Regions from separate parts of the Mus musculus genome. Here region 2 is linked to region 1. Evidence: chromatin contacts called from public Hi-C data. All regions are on one chromosome and are shown on one strand. Each heading gives the region's core, a stretch centred on a gene start, on an enhancer-like site or on the middle of the called end of the contact. The rest is flanking DNA. Distances are from core to core; before and after follow the strand shown. Region 1 holds the start of Cyp2c70 (cytochrome P450, family 2, subfamily c, polypeptide 70). Region 2 overlaps Pdlim1 (PDZ and LIM domain 1 (elfin)).

The links. A called contact is a pair of places that touch in the nucleus more often than the background predicts.
Region 2: a contact with region 1 is called in a Hi-C map of liver, with 4 times the contacts expected there. The contact joins the enhancer-like site here to the promoter of Cyp2c70 in region 1. A contact is called at or near these places in 4 of 39 promoter capture datasets (embryonic stem cells, liver and macrophages), 8 of 484 Hi-C or Micro-C datasets (all in liver), 3 of 115 datasets of contacts at active chromatin or transcription factors (hepatocytes and liver) and 4 of 9 other capture datasets (adipose tissue, embryonic stem cells, liver and 1 more).

Annotation. Positions count from the first base shown.
Region 1 is chr19:40,182,757-40,189,970 of GRCm38.p6, reverse strand. It overlaps Cyp2c70 (cytochrome P450, family 2, subfamily c, polypeptide 70), which reads left to right and starts at 2,685. Exons shown (of 9, transcript NM_145499.2): 1 at 2,685-2,876; 2 at 5,943-6,105. The coding sequence starts at 2,709.
Region 2 is chr19:40,220,741-40,227,954 of GRCm38.p6, reverse strand. It overlaps Pdlim1 (PDZ and LIM domain 1 (elfin)), which reads left to right. Exons shown (of 7, transcript NM_016861.4): 6 at 4,787-4,904; 7 at 5,184-5,716. The coding sequence ends at 5,370. Among named protein-coding and RNA genes, the nearest start is that of Cyp2c70, 37 kb to the right of the region's middle. Within about 2 kb of position 2,589, at least 5 of the 459 cell types and tissues checked have an H3K27ac peak or open chromatin away from gene starts, as enhancers often do. A contact at or near this core is called in hepatocytes and liver, where this site is marked.

The DNA of each region.
Region 1 (7,214 bases), core at 1,436-3,935:
AAGCAAGTCCCAATAGATATAAGAAAGTTGAAATAACCTCTGGAACCTATCAGACCACCACTGATTAAAGCTGGATTTCAACAAGAACACAAACAACAGATAGTCTACAAACTTAGAAACAGAACAACTCTCTACTGAATAATTACAGGGTCAAGGCAGAAACAAAGAAACTTAAGACTTCCTAAAATTCAATGAAAATGAATGCACAAAACACCCAAATTTATGGCAGACAATGAAAGCAGTGTTAAGGGGAAAGTTCATAGCACTAAGTTTCTCCATAAAGAAATTGGAGAGATCTCATACTACTGACTTAACAGGAAACCCAAATGCTCTAAAACAAAAAGAAGGAAACACACCCAAGAGGAGTAGAGGGCAAGAAATAATCAAACTGATGGCCAAAAGCAATAAAATAAAAACAGAGGACAACACAGAGGATCAATGAAACTAAGAGTATGTTCTTTGAGAAAATCCACAATATAGACAAACCCTTATCTAAACTAACAAAAAGACACAGAGAGAGCATATCCAAATTAATAAAAACAGAAACAAACAGGGGGGCATAAAAACAGACACTGAGGAAATCCAAAAAATCAGTAGGTCACACTTCAAAAACCTGTATTACACAAAATTGGAAAATCTAAAAGAAATGAATAATTTACTTGGTTGATACTACTTACCAAAGTTAAATCAAGATCAGATAAACAATTTATATAGACATATAACTTCTAAGGAAATAGAAGCAGTCATTAAAAGTCTTTCAAACTAAAGAAGCTCCAGACCAGACAGTTTTGCACTGAATACTTCAAGACTTATAAGAGGATCTAATGCCAATGCTTCTCACATTATTCCACAAAATAGAAACAGAAGGAACATTTCCTAATTTATTTTAAGAGGCCATAGTCTCTCTGATACCTAAACCACACAAAGAGTTACTAAAGATAGAATTACAGACAAATTTCCCTTATGAATATAGATGGAAGAATAATAAATAGTGCAAACCAATTTCAAGAACACTTAAAAAGATCATCCACCATGATCAAGTAGGTTTCCTCTCACAAATGTGGAGAGAGTTCATCATATGAAAATTTGTCAATGTAATCTACCATATAAACAAACTAAAAGGAAAAAAACACATGATCATTAGATGCTGAAAAATCTTTTGCCAAAATACAATACCCATTCACAATATTTTCTCCCTTGGAGAGATCAGGAATACAAGGGGAAAACATCAAAATAAGAAAGGCAATTTACAGCAAGCCAATAGCCAACACCAAATTAAAAGGAGAGAAACTCAAAACAATTCCAATGTCCACTCTATATCTTTTCAATATAGTACTTGGAGTTCTAACAAGGAAAATAAGATCATAGCATTAACAATCTGATGGCCAAAGGGAGGGCCATATGCATCTCTGTTTAGAATGTCTTCACTCTTACCAGGACAGTTACAGATAGTATTTAACTTTACTGTAAAATATAGCCATCCATGGGATCAGGTGGGGGAGGGAAGAATGGAGGGAGACAGTAGGGGAAAAGACAACTTAAATTGGGGTACATTTGAGTGGTGATGAGGAAATCTAGTAGGTGAAAATGTCCTAGAATCTATGAGGGTGACACTTGTGAGGACTCCTCGTAATGGAGAATACAGAGCCTGAGCTGGCCATCTTCTGAAACCAGGCGAGTCTTCCAGTGGTGGAACTGGGACACTAACCCAGCCACAAAATCTTTGAACTAAAACCTGTCCTGCCTGCAAGATTTGCTGGGGTAATGGTATCTCAGAGCTTGTGGGGGTGGCCAACTAATGATAGGTCAACTTGAGACCCACCAGGAGTGGAAACCCTTGTCTGACACTGTATAAATAGTGAGGAACTGGAAGCTGGATGGCCCAGAGACTTAGGATAAAACCAAACACAATTGCTCTCCTCCTCCCCAAAAGAAAAAAAGTCAATGAAATGATTCCTAATGGTATTCTACTATACTCATAGATTGGTGCACAGCCTAGTTACCAGAAAGGCTTCCTCCAGCAGCTGATGGGAACAGATGCAAAAACTCATAGTCAAACATTAGGCAGAACTCAGGAAAACTCTGAAGAAGACAGGGAGGAAGGATTGTGGGAGCAAGAGGGGCCAAGGACACCAGGAGAACATGGCCTACAGAATCAGCTAAGCAGGAGTCATAGGGGCTCACAGAGACTGAACAGGGATTTTTTTTTTTTTTTTTTTGCTTGCTCTTGGGATCCTTTCCCTATTAGTGGGTTGCCCCATCCAGCCTTTATATGAGGGTTTGTGTCTAGTCTTACTGCATCTTGTTATGTCATATTTAGTTAAGATCCCTGAGAGATCTGCCCTTTGCTGAAGAGAAATGGAAGAGAGGAGAGATGATGTTGTGGGGGAGGCCTGGGAGGCATGGAAAGAAGGGAGACTGTGGTCAGAATGTAGCATGTGAGAGGTGAAAGAATAAAAGGAAAAAAATAGGTATCCATACTGCCCTCTAAAGAAGGGAGAGTCATGTTGTAACGACAAACACCTTTTTACAGTTGCTAATAATAGAAAAAAGTAACGTTAGGAAACGGGCAGTTTTATTTAAACAGACCAAAGTGTACTAAAGATAAAGAGGTCAAACTCAAAGTCCAAACTCTGTGTACTTTCGGAAATTGCATTTATAGTCCCTTGGAACATAAGCTTTCCAGTGCATTTGTTCCCAGTGAGTCAATGGCTCTCTTCATCTTTCTGGGGATTTGGCTTTCTTGTTTTCTTTTTCTTTTTCTATGGAATCAGCACCGTGGCAGAGGGAAGCTCCCACCTGGCCCCACTCCTTTACCAATTGTTGGAAATATTTTGCAAGTAGATGTTAAAAATATTAGCAAATCTATGGGCATGGTAAGTGTGATTAGTTTTCTTTCAGTGACTTCCTTCCACCCTTCCTTCCTTCCTTCCTTCCTTCCTTCCTTCCTTCCTTCCTTCCTTCCTTCCTTCCTTCCTTCCTTCCTTCCTTCCTTCCTTCCTTCCTTCTTTCCTTCCTTCCTGCCTGCCTTCCTTCCTTTCGTTTCTTCTTCTTTTTTAAAAAAGAGAATAATTTATTTATTTTTATGTATATGAGTACACTGTAGCTGTCTTCAGACACACCAGAAGAGAGCATTATATTCCATTGCAAATGGTTGTAAGCCACCACGTGGTTGCTGGGAATTGAACTCAGCACCTCTGGAAGAACAGTCAGTGCTCTTAAGCGCTGAACCATCTCTACAGCCTCCCTCCCCTTTAGTGCTTTTTAATGAGTGAATTATACATCCTTAGTAATAATATGTAGTCCTGTACTGGATGCAGATGTTACCAGAGGCCAGGAAAGAAGCCTTAAAAGAAGTGTAGGAATACAGGTTTACAGTACAGCAACGAAAGGTATTTTAATATCAGCGGCCACTTTCATAGATCGATCAATCGATCGATAGATAGATAGATAAAGAGACTCAGGGGATTCTCTTGGATTGGCAGTCTTGAAGTTTTTTACAGGTGAAAAAACAGAGGCATGGCTTGAGGTTTTTGTACAGCAAGGTCTTATTTATCAGTGCTGAGGAAGTTTCTGGTTCTTGAGGGTAGGAGACAATGTGCGCTTGGTGCTGAGGAAACTGATTTCATTCTGTGTCCAGGAAGTTGTTAAACTGCTCAGGGGATGACCTTGGGATTCTGGATGTGGCACTTTGGTTCCCAGGAGAGGACTCCCCTTATTTAGAGTATTTTTCTTCATGGAGTGAGCTGCCTACAGAGCTTGCCTGTTCCTGGTGGTTTAAGATCATTGTTGGCGGCTTCCAGGGCAACTAAAGAGGTTTTGAAAGAGAACCCCATCTTGATGGCTTCAATATTCAAGCAGGAAAATTAGCCTCTTAGAATAAACCCTTGAATGCTTACCTAGTCTACACTCAGAATCCAATAGGAATTGAATCACACTCTAAGGTCAAGGAGACAGGAACGAACTGAAGGCAGAGATGCTAGTGTTTATCTTGTTTTAGTTACTCAGGCACCGGCAGGCCCAACTCCAGTGGATATTATGTGTGTGTGTGTGTGTCTAATATACATACATGTGCATGCATACATGTGTGTATGGATACATGTGTTTGAGTGTGGGCACATATGCACCACAATTAGCATGTGGCAGTCAGAGGACAACCTTGGGTATCTGTCCTGCTTGTCACCTTATTTGAGACAGTGCCTTTGTCAGTTACTGCTGTGTATCTCAGGCTAGCTGGCTGTGAGCTTCTAGGGATTCTCTTGTCTGTCTCCCTTCTTGTGGAGGAAACACCAGGATTGCATGCGTGTATGACTGAAAGACACAGAATCCAGGATGGGATTTGTGACAGTCAGGAGCAGCAGAGTCCATGCTCACAGTGTGTCCCAGGTTCCTTTCAGTACATCAGTTATTCTCTGATGAACTGCAGTGCATGCAGAACTGTGTTCAATTACAAAATATATTAATTTATGTATTCTCAAGTCTACATTTTTTCTAGATGATAAAATGATTTGGAGCCAAGGACATAACCAAGGTTTCAATAGTTCTGAGAGTTCTTATCAAATTTTCTGGATAATGAATCAATGACTTCTCTATCATTCATTCACATGACAGTCATCCCCTGAAATATGAAGGAATGACCAGAAATCTATCTTTTCCCTGAGACAGCCAGTCACCAGGGAACTCCCTGCCTCCACAATTCCTTCTTCCTGGGCTGGGAGCTCTGAATTAACTCATGGCTTGAGGCAAATTTTAAAATCTCTCTGAGCTTATTTTCTATTTCTCTACCATGCAATGATTTGCCACAGGGGAGTTGACTCTTCTTGCCTTCAACAGCAATGGATGGCTGCTTGGCATCAGATCCACGCTCTGTGCACACAGCTGATATAAACTCTGTAGAAGGTACAGCCTGGATAGCAGACATGTCCAACTTGCTTCATCCTCAGTACTGCCAGAACTCAGATCCATCAGTGTATGGATGACGTGGAAAAGGGGTGGCGGGAGATGATTATTAGTGTACAGTGGAGGTGACTGAGAGAAATGCCTTGTATTCTGGCAGAGAAATCTGTTGCAAATGTAGGTTTATCAGGAAAAGGTAAAAGTAGAATGCGAGCAAATGTGTATCAGCCTCTGTTGCACTGAAGAACAGTAATAATAGCAATGTTGGCAAGAGCATAATGATAATGGCTGCTTAAATGTCATTTTTTATTAAACTACTGGGTTTAAAGTCAGTGAATGGGTGAATATTAAAATGTCTCTTTGGGCCTCTCCTCCCATTGATGCCCAATAAGGCCATCCTCTACTACATATGCGGCTGGAGCCATGAGTCCCTCCATGTGTACTCTTTGGTTGGTGGTTTAGTCCCTGGGAGCTCTGGGGGAGTCTGGTTGGTTGATATTGTTGTTCTTCCTATGGGGCTGCAAACCCCTTCAGCTTTCTCTAACTCCTCCATTGGGGTTCCTGTGCTCTGTGCAATGGTTGGCTCTGTATTTGTCAGGCTCTGGCAGAGCTTCCCAGGAGATATCAGGCTCCTGTCAGCAAGCACTTTTTGGCATGCACAATAGTTTGGTGATTGTATATGGGATGGATCCCCAGGTGGGGCAGTCTCTGGATGGCCTTTCCTTCAGTCTCTGCTCCACACTTTGTCTCCGTATTTCCTCTTGTGAGTATTTTGTTCCCCCTTCTAAGAAGGAGAGGCCCTTGGTCCTGTGAAGGCTCGATGCCCCAGTGTAGGGGAATGCTAGGGCAAGGAGGTGGGAGTGTGTGGGTGGGTGAGGGAACAACCTCACAGAAGCAGGGGGAGGGGAGATGAGATAGAGGGCTTGGGGGGGGACTGAGAAAGGAGATAACATTTGAAATGTAAGTAAAGAAAATATCCAATAAAAAATGTCTCTTTGGTATGAGTGAAAATATCGCCTTCACTGATCACTCTGCTCTGTTTTCAGCTAGCAAAAAAGTATGGCCCTGTGTTTACTGTATACCTGGGCATGAAGCCCACTGTGGTGCTGCATGGATACAAAGCAATGAAGGAAGCTCTGATTGACCAGGGAGATGAGTTTTCTGATAAAACGGATTCATCGTTACTCAGTAGAACCAGCCAAGGCTTAGGTACGTCTCCTTGTTGGGGCGCATCCAGGACTGTGCAAGTGGCAATGAAGCTAAATAAGGAAGAAAACTGAGAAACTAGAAGTACTTATGAGTCCATGAATGACTTTGTAAAAATTCAGAACAATCTAAAGATGGCACATGAGACACACTTCCTTATGTCATTTGTTTTTCTTGCAGCCTTCGCTCTTGTCACTGTTCCACTGCCCTCTTCCATTCCTGTCCTTCTTACTGATTCCCTTTCTCTCCCCAGGACACCCACCTCTCTGTGCACACATTACCCTCTCTTTTTATCTCCTCCTCTTAGATGTCTTCTTCCTCTCTCATGGGCTTTCTTCTTTCACAAGTGTACACACACACACACACACACACACACACACACACACACACACACACACAGACATGCTCACACACACATCACACACAAAATATGTACACACAAACATACATCTCTAGGTTCTCTATAGCAGAAAAAAAAGTGGTATTTGTCTTTAAAAGACTGGATTCTTTTACTAGAAATAATGATTTATACTTTCTTTCATTTTCATGTGAATGTGACTTCATTTTCTTTATGTTTGCATAAATCTTGACTAACGTGCATTAGTAGATTTTAGTGGCCTTTGGTGTGATATTTCTGTACAGATACAGCGTCCACTGTTGAATTTGGCTCCTTTTTCTCATCCTTCCCCACCTCCTCTTGACCCCCAAGTGATCATTAATGAAATTTGGTGTTAAAAAGGGGTCATTAATCCATTTTCAAAATTTTACACACACTGTTCCCATGAAGCATTAAGTTTGAGCCTGTGCCTAGGGCATATTCACTTTATAGTACAGCTTGTAAGAATAATGGTTAGCAAAGAATACCCATGGAGGGGCCCATGGCTCCAGATGCATATGTAGCAGAGGATGGCCTTATCTGGCGTCAGTGGAAGGGGAGTCCTTTGGTCCTGTGAATGCTTGATGCCCCAGCACAGGGGAATGCTAGGGCAGTGAGGTGGGAAAGGGTGGGTGGGTGGGAGAGCACCCTCAAAGAAGCAGGGGGGAGGGGGTGGGGTAGGAGGTCTTCAGAGGGGAAACTGGGAAGGGGGATAACATTTGAAATGTAAATGAAT
Region 2 (7,214 bases), core at 1,340-3,839, 38 kb before region 1:
CTGCTGTGTATTCTTTCTTTCCCCACAGTGCATACCTATGGGTGCTCCAGTGAGAGAGACCTAGGGAGTGAGCTTATCTGGATACACTCTGAGTCTCCTCTGTGGTATGGATTCCGTAGAGAGCGGCAGTTCACACCCACAAGACAGTATAAACCATGTGCTGCTTTTATGCTGAACAGTGTTGCTCTAGTAGAAAATGAGCTAGAGCTAGCTAGACTTTGCTTAAACTCCACTATTAGTCCTGACTCACATGCAACTTGAGATCTAACCTGTAGGTATGTTAGCTCTGTCAGAACACATGACAAGGTGTAGGTGACTTTACCTTATGCAAGGATGGGAAACTTCAGTTAAGGTGGACAATGTCAGCCTGTCTAAGCCCAAAGTCCGACACAGACTGTGCCAGAAAACCCATTAGAACTCACAGATAAGGACATGATCATGGGGCTGTGAACCCATACAGTATCAAGACCTCCTTTTATCTTCTACCCCAGTAACCCAAACCCATAGCTTCCATGGTCACGGTTCTCCTGTTAGCTGGAGCCCTGGTCATCATGCATACTTCCAGGAAGCAGAGAGGAAGGAAGGGGTCAAGTCTAAATGCAGAGTTCCCCTGTTAGGTGAGCCATTTCCCTTCTTCCTGGGAGCTCACCGCTACTATAGTATTTATATTATATACCTACACACCTATATACCTACATACCTATATATAGTATATAGTATATAGTATGTAGTATGTAGTATGTAGTATGTAGTATGTAGTATGTAGTATATAGTATATAGTATATAGTATATAGTATATAGTATATAGTATATAGTATATAGTATATAGTATATAGTATCATACTATACTTATGTTTGATTGACCGTGATTTACCTGGTTACCCGGCTGTACCTTCTTGTGTAACCTGGGTTTATTATTTGACTAAAAACATTCCCTTTGAGAGAGTCCAGAAGCCTGTTTTCCCTGAGGTCAATGATAGGTCAATGCCCGGGTCACTAGCCAGGGTTAAGAAAGGGCCAATGTGATTGGCAGATGCCCGTCGTTCTAAGAAAAGTCTGTGGGTGGGAACACTGGCATCCAGCGTCCACCTTGAGCCATGAGTCCTTGGGCAGGTTGCTAGTCTCTATGATCTCTATATGCAACCCACGGGGGAACCACACTGTGACACGGCCGTTGGAGGGATTATGGGAAAAGTTTGTCTGCGTAGTGTAGTGCTCAGTGCAGCCAGGTGCACGTACAAGGCTTGGTTGAACAGTGTTGGGGATAAACCCCAGAAAATTTCATCAGAGCAGGTTGTCCTTATGAATTCAGGTCATCCTCTGCTTTTCTCTCGTGTTGTCTTGCTCTGGACCCATTGTAACATTTGTAGGCAAAGGAAGCCTTCATCTTGTTTTAACTGCCAAATACACATAAAAGAAAAAAGTCCCCTCCCCTACCACATACTAATCAAAATACTAAACATACAGAGCAAAGAAAGAAAAATTTCCCTTTTTTTTGATGGGCTTATAAACTCAGTACTCTATGTATGTTGTAGCACACCTCAGACCTCCTTTCCTTAAAATTTTAAATCACATTTGTTTATTTATATATTGAATGTGTGTGTGTGTATGTGTGTACGTGTGTGTGTGTGTGTGTGTGTACACGTGTGTGTATGTGTGTGTGTATGTGTTTCTGGGGTGCCCATGTGCACAGTGGGCATATGGAAGTCAGAGGACAATTTCTGGAATTTGGTTCTCCACCATGTGGGGGCCTGGGGATTATTCTCAGGCTTACCCTCTGAACCACCACATTGTTCCCCTTCCTGTCCCTTTAAAGCTATAATCATATCCCATTGTCTCTCTATATCACCTTAAGTTTGTCCATTCATCTGTCAGTAGAAGGATAGCTAGAAAGAGTGGAGGTATGTGTGGAACCATCGTACATGGAGGAAACAGTGCTGGCTGGAGGTGTCCTCAGATGAAGAACCTGGGGATATAGTGAGCAAATCCCTAGGTCCATGCCAGCTGCTGTCAGGGTTCCAGGATCCTCAGATGACCTGGAGTCAGGTTCTAGAGAACTGTCGTTGTTAGGACCTTGACCTTGATTCTGTGGGCATGGTGGAGCCACGGAAGACTATTGGTCAATGAAATGCATAGAAAAATAGCGGCATGTTAATTAGCCGATTTTCATTCCTCTTCAGAAACAGACAAAGGAAACTTGGGACGAAGGGTTTCCTGGAAGAGGAGATATTTGGGGGCTATTTCTAGGTGTTTGGAGACCAGTAATAAAGAAAGAGAATTGCAATTTCCAGGGTTGGCTTTCCAAGTGAGAGAAAACAACCCACAGCCAGCAGGTGGCAGTGTAGGCTTGAGAGTGAGGGCTGCCTCAGCACAGCTCTAGTGCTCCCAGTTTCAGCCTTTTAGTTCCAGAAAAGGATGTGGCTTCTAACAAGGAGGAATTTCATCTCTCCCTGCCTTCTCTCCTTCTACCATTCTGCACTTTCTCTTATTTCCTGGTGGTTTTCCAGTTGACTGATAGATCTATGAGAAGAGGATAGCTCATATTTGAGAGCCCACCCTTTGCTGAGTTGGTTCTCCCAGTAGTCGGTTTGCCTGCCCACACTGTCCACGTGTGCAGGACAGGCAGCCAAGCACCTTCAGCCATAAACTGAGGGAGCCTGTTTGCTATGCTTGAGACAGAACGCCTGGAGCAGCTGCTTGCTCTACCCCTTCTGAGATGCCTTCACGTAGGGCTGAGGTTGGGTGAGGTGTAGTATTTGCCTTTGATAAAAAGCTAAAGGGGATTGTGTGGTGGCACTTAGTTTCAATCCCAGCATGTGGGAGCCAGAGGCATTCAGATCTCTGTGAGTTCTACATAGTGAGTTCCATAGTGACAAGTAGAGACCGTTAAATAAATAAATAAATAAATAAATAAATAAATAAATCAGTCATTCAACCAACCAACCAACCAACCAACCAACCAACCAACCAACCAACCAAACACCACAGGGATCATTAATAAAAACCTCAATAATTGGCTGGGAGTTTAATTCAGCTCGGTAGGGTACTTTCCTAGCATGTGTGAGGCCTTCTGCTCAATTCCAAACATTTCAGTAATGGTGAGATGGCTCATTGGGCAAAGAGGCTTGCTGCCAAACCTGAGTTTGAACCCCAGAACCCACACAGCAGTAGAAGAAAACCAACTTCTGCAAGTTGTCCTTTGACTCTTCTTCCCTCAGTACAGTATGGCATGCACATACCTACCTGTGTGCGTGAGCATTCACACACACACAAACACACACACACACACACACACACACACACACACACACACTAAGTGAATGTAATTTTTTTGTAATTAAAAACCTTATGTGCATGGGTGTTTTGCCTGCATTTATTTCTATGCTTTGGTGTGTGCATGGTACCCGAGGATTCTAGAAGACGGTATCAGACCCCCCAGAACTGGAGCCACAGAGAGCTGTGAGTCACTGAGAGGACGCTAGGATTTGAATCTGGATTGTCCGGAAGAGCAACCAGTGCTTTTGAACACTGAACCATCAAAAACAAAAAATTTAAGCATAACACATTTTGATATAACATTTTAATAAATAGTCAACTTAATATAAAAAAAAAGCTGCAATTGCAGAAACTGGGAAAGTTGACTTCTTCCAATAGAAAGCAAGAAGGTCTCCTGGGCTGGGCGTGGTGGCGCACACCTTTAATCCCACCACTCGGGAGGCAGAGGCAGGAGGATTTCTGAGTTCGAGGCCAGCCTGGTCTACAGAGTGAGTTCCAGGACAGCCAGGGCTACACAGAGAAACCCTGTCTCAAAACCAACCCAAAAAGAAGGTCTCCTGGGCTTTGGGGTATGGACCCATCAAGGTAAGGGCTTAGCTGAGCCTTCCCCAAGTCCATTTATAGGTGGTCTCTGAATCTTGTCCCATCTCATGGGTTGTCAGATGGATATCTGGTCCTACTAAAAGTGAATCAAGCATTAATGGGAGAAATCTAAGAGACTCTATCACACATAGCCAGGAGGGACTGAGGAAAGTCAGGATAACAAAGAGAGATCACTCTGGTTGTTCTTTACCAGCCAGCACAGCACCTCAATCTTGCTCCCACATAGCGTTAGCATCTGGTGACTCATGCTATAGAGGGGCTACTCATGGCAATGGGACAGAAGCTCTGTGAAGATGCGACCAACAACCCCCCCCCCCAGTAATTTAGGGCATGTATATTTAGAACTCATGTTTGTTCATGTCCATTGGCCAAGGTCAGGATTTTCCAACCTTAGAACTGGTGATGTTCTGGGCCCATGTTAGTGTTTGCAAACATGTGAGCTTAATGTTATGAGCGCTAATCACAAAGCTAGATTCTGTAGACACTTTGTTTTTTTTTATTTTTGTTTTGTTTTTAATTTTCTTTGTAACAATGAAGAGGAAAAAGATTTCCTAATTTTAAAAAAATGGAAACTGGAAGACTGCAAAGCTGGGCGGTGGTGGCACATGCCTTTAATCCCAGCACTTGGGAGGCAGAGGCAGGAGGGTTTCTGAGTTCGAGGCCAGCCTGGTCTACAAAGTGAGTTTCAGGACAGCCAGGGCTATACAGAGAAACCCTGTGAAAAACAAAACCAAAAACAAACAAACAAGACTGCAAAATGCCAAGGAACTTGCCCAGTCTTGCAGATCCTGATAGCAGTGTCTTGACTTGAACATACAGATATACACAGGTGGTTCTGAGAGAGCCCAGTAATACTGACTTCATTCTTTACTTCCTGGCTAACCTGGTGTGTTTTTTCTCCCTTTAGGGGATCCCAACAAGCCATCAGGATTTAGAAGTGTTAAAGCTCCAGTCACCAAAGTGGCTGCATCTGTTGGAAATGCTCAGAAGCTGCCCATCTGTGACAAATGTGGAACTGGTATTGTGTGAGTATTGGCTTCGCTGGTGTTAGAGAGTGGACAAACCATGAAAGTGTGGGAGTTGCTGGGTGTTGCGTAGCTTGGGGGTAAAGTCAACAAATCGATCAGAATACGATCAGAACTTTTATCTTGACATGATAGAGGCTTTTAGAATGACGAGTCTTCCCATTCACAATCCAGAGGCCTGCTGTAGGGCCTCTGAAGAAACCCCAGACCTCACCTCAGAAAGAACAGTACAGAGCCCTGGTGTGACTAATGGAGACCCATTCTTCCTTTCTCCTGCAGTGGTGTGTTTGTGAAGCTGAGGGATCACCATCGCCACCCTGAATGCTATGTGTGCACCGACTGTGGCATCAACCTGAAACAGAAGGGCCATTTCTTTGTAGAGGATCAGATCTACTGTGAAAAGCATGCCCGGGAGCGGGTCACTCCGCCTGAGGGCTACGATGTGGTCACAGTGTTCCGCGAGTGATGGAGAGGACCTGCCCTGTCTACTGCCCTCCAGCCAGCCTGCTGCACCTGGTTCTCGGAATATTCTGGCTCTCTCCTCCCTGACAGTCCTGTGCTTACTTAGTGTTAGTCATGCGCAATAAACATTGGGTTTCGTCTGGGCTGACTGACTCCCACTGGCAGGGTGACATCTGCTTTTATATTATTGGGAGATGGTTTTGTCCCTGTCCCTTCACCCACACCTCAATGCACCTTCTTCACTTGGAGTCTTCTCTGCTGCAAATGGACATTGGTCCATTGGAACTAAGCCAAATGTAGTATCTCTGATGTTACTTGGTTTTACTTAATAAATTTAGACTTTAAAGCAATGTGTGACCTCTTAGTTGACTCTGCCTGTGTTCTATGTCTTGTTTCATGAAATATGGAGTCTCTATTAGGTTTGGTTTCTAAAGTTGTGAGAGATGTAAGGCTTTTCCCAGGCATGAGAAAGCTACTATGAACAAGCTGTGTTTCTTTTCATCTTTGTGACTTGCTGTAAGCATCATTGAGAACAGCAAATATTCTTAGTTATTTTTCTGTTGCTGTGGTAAAACATGATGAAGGCAACTTATAGAAGAACTAGTTCATTTGGGCTTACAGTCTTGGTAGAGAGGCATGACAGCAAGTGGCGTAGCACCACCAACTGGGGACCAAGTGTTCACTGCCTGTGTGTGTGTGGGGGGGCACTGTCATTCAGACCACCGCCCTATTATATCTTGTTTGGTTCTGTTTTAGAGAAATTGTCTTGGAGTTTGAGGGAATAAAACTTCCTGTTTTAGAAACTTTTCTATTACGGTGAGAAAACACCATGACTCAGGCAACTTATAGAAGAAAGCATTTAACTTAGCTTACAGTTTCAGGTGCTGAGAGCCCATGATGGCGGAGTGAAGGAACAAACTAAGAGCTTGTGTCTTAGTCCACATGCACGAGACAGAAAGACAGACAGACACACTGTAGATGGTGTGAGTCTTTTGAGACCTCAAAGCCTGTTCACAGTGACACACTTCTTCCAACAAGACCGTATCTACTTATCTTTCTCAAAACAGTTCTACTAAGTTTGGAATAGTGAAACAAGCGAGCTGGTGGGGGCCATTCTAATTTTCATCACCACATTTCCCAAATAACAGGTAGGTAGCTCCTCCAGTTCGTCTTAGAGTATGCTTCTACCATTCTTTTCCAGACTGCGTAGGCGTGCTATCTCAGAAGCAAGACCACAAGTGGCAGAGAGCTCAGATGTGGGTGGTAGGCCATATTCAGCAGCACCTGGAATGCTCCCTTATGCAAATGAGGCATCCCCAGCACCTGGCCAATGATGTACATTCTCCCTAAAGCCCCTACTCATCCCCCACAAAGGTTTAAATAGCCATTTCCCTGCAATAAACTAAACCAGTTCTCAAAAGCTGTTCCTGGAAGTGTGTTCTTTGTTCCTGTTGCTTGTTCTTGGTTGTATTCCAAAAGGGCAAAGCTCCTGACGAGCAGCCTGTTTTTTTTTTTTTCCCCCTTTTTCCTTTTTCCATTATGCTGCATCATCAGGGCAAGCGGTTTTGTTTGTTTTGTTTTGTTTATCCTATGTGCGTGAACGTTAGTGACCGCTGGTCAAGATCCTGCCTGCATCCATCCTGATCCACCAGCTAAGCTTCCCTTCCTCCAGGCCAGCCTGGTGTTTAACAGGCCTGACTCCAAGAGAGACACAGACACGCACGGCAAACCACCACACAGTTCTTCATGGAAGGGAGTCAGGGCAGGAACTTAAACAAGGTAGATACCTGGAGGCAGGAGCTGGTGTGGAGGTCAGGGAAGAATGCTACTTATAGGCTTGCTTGCTGT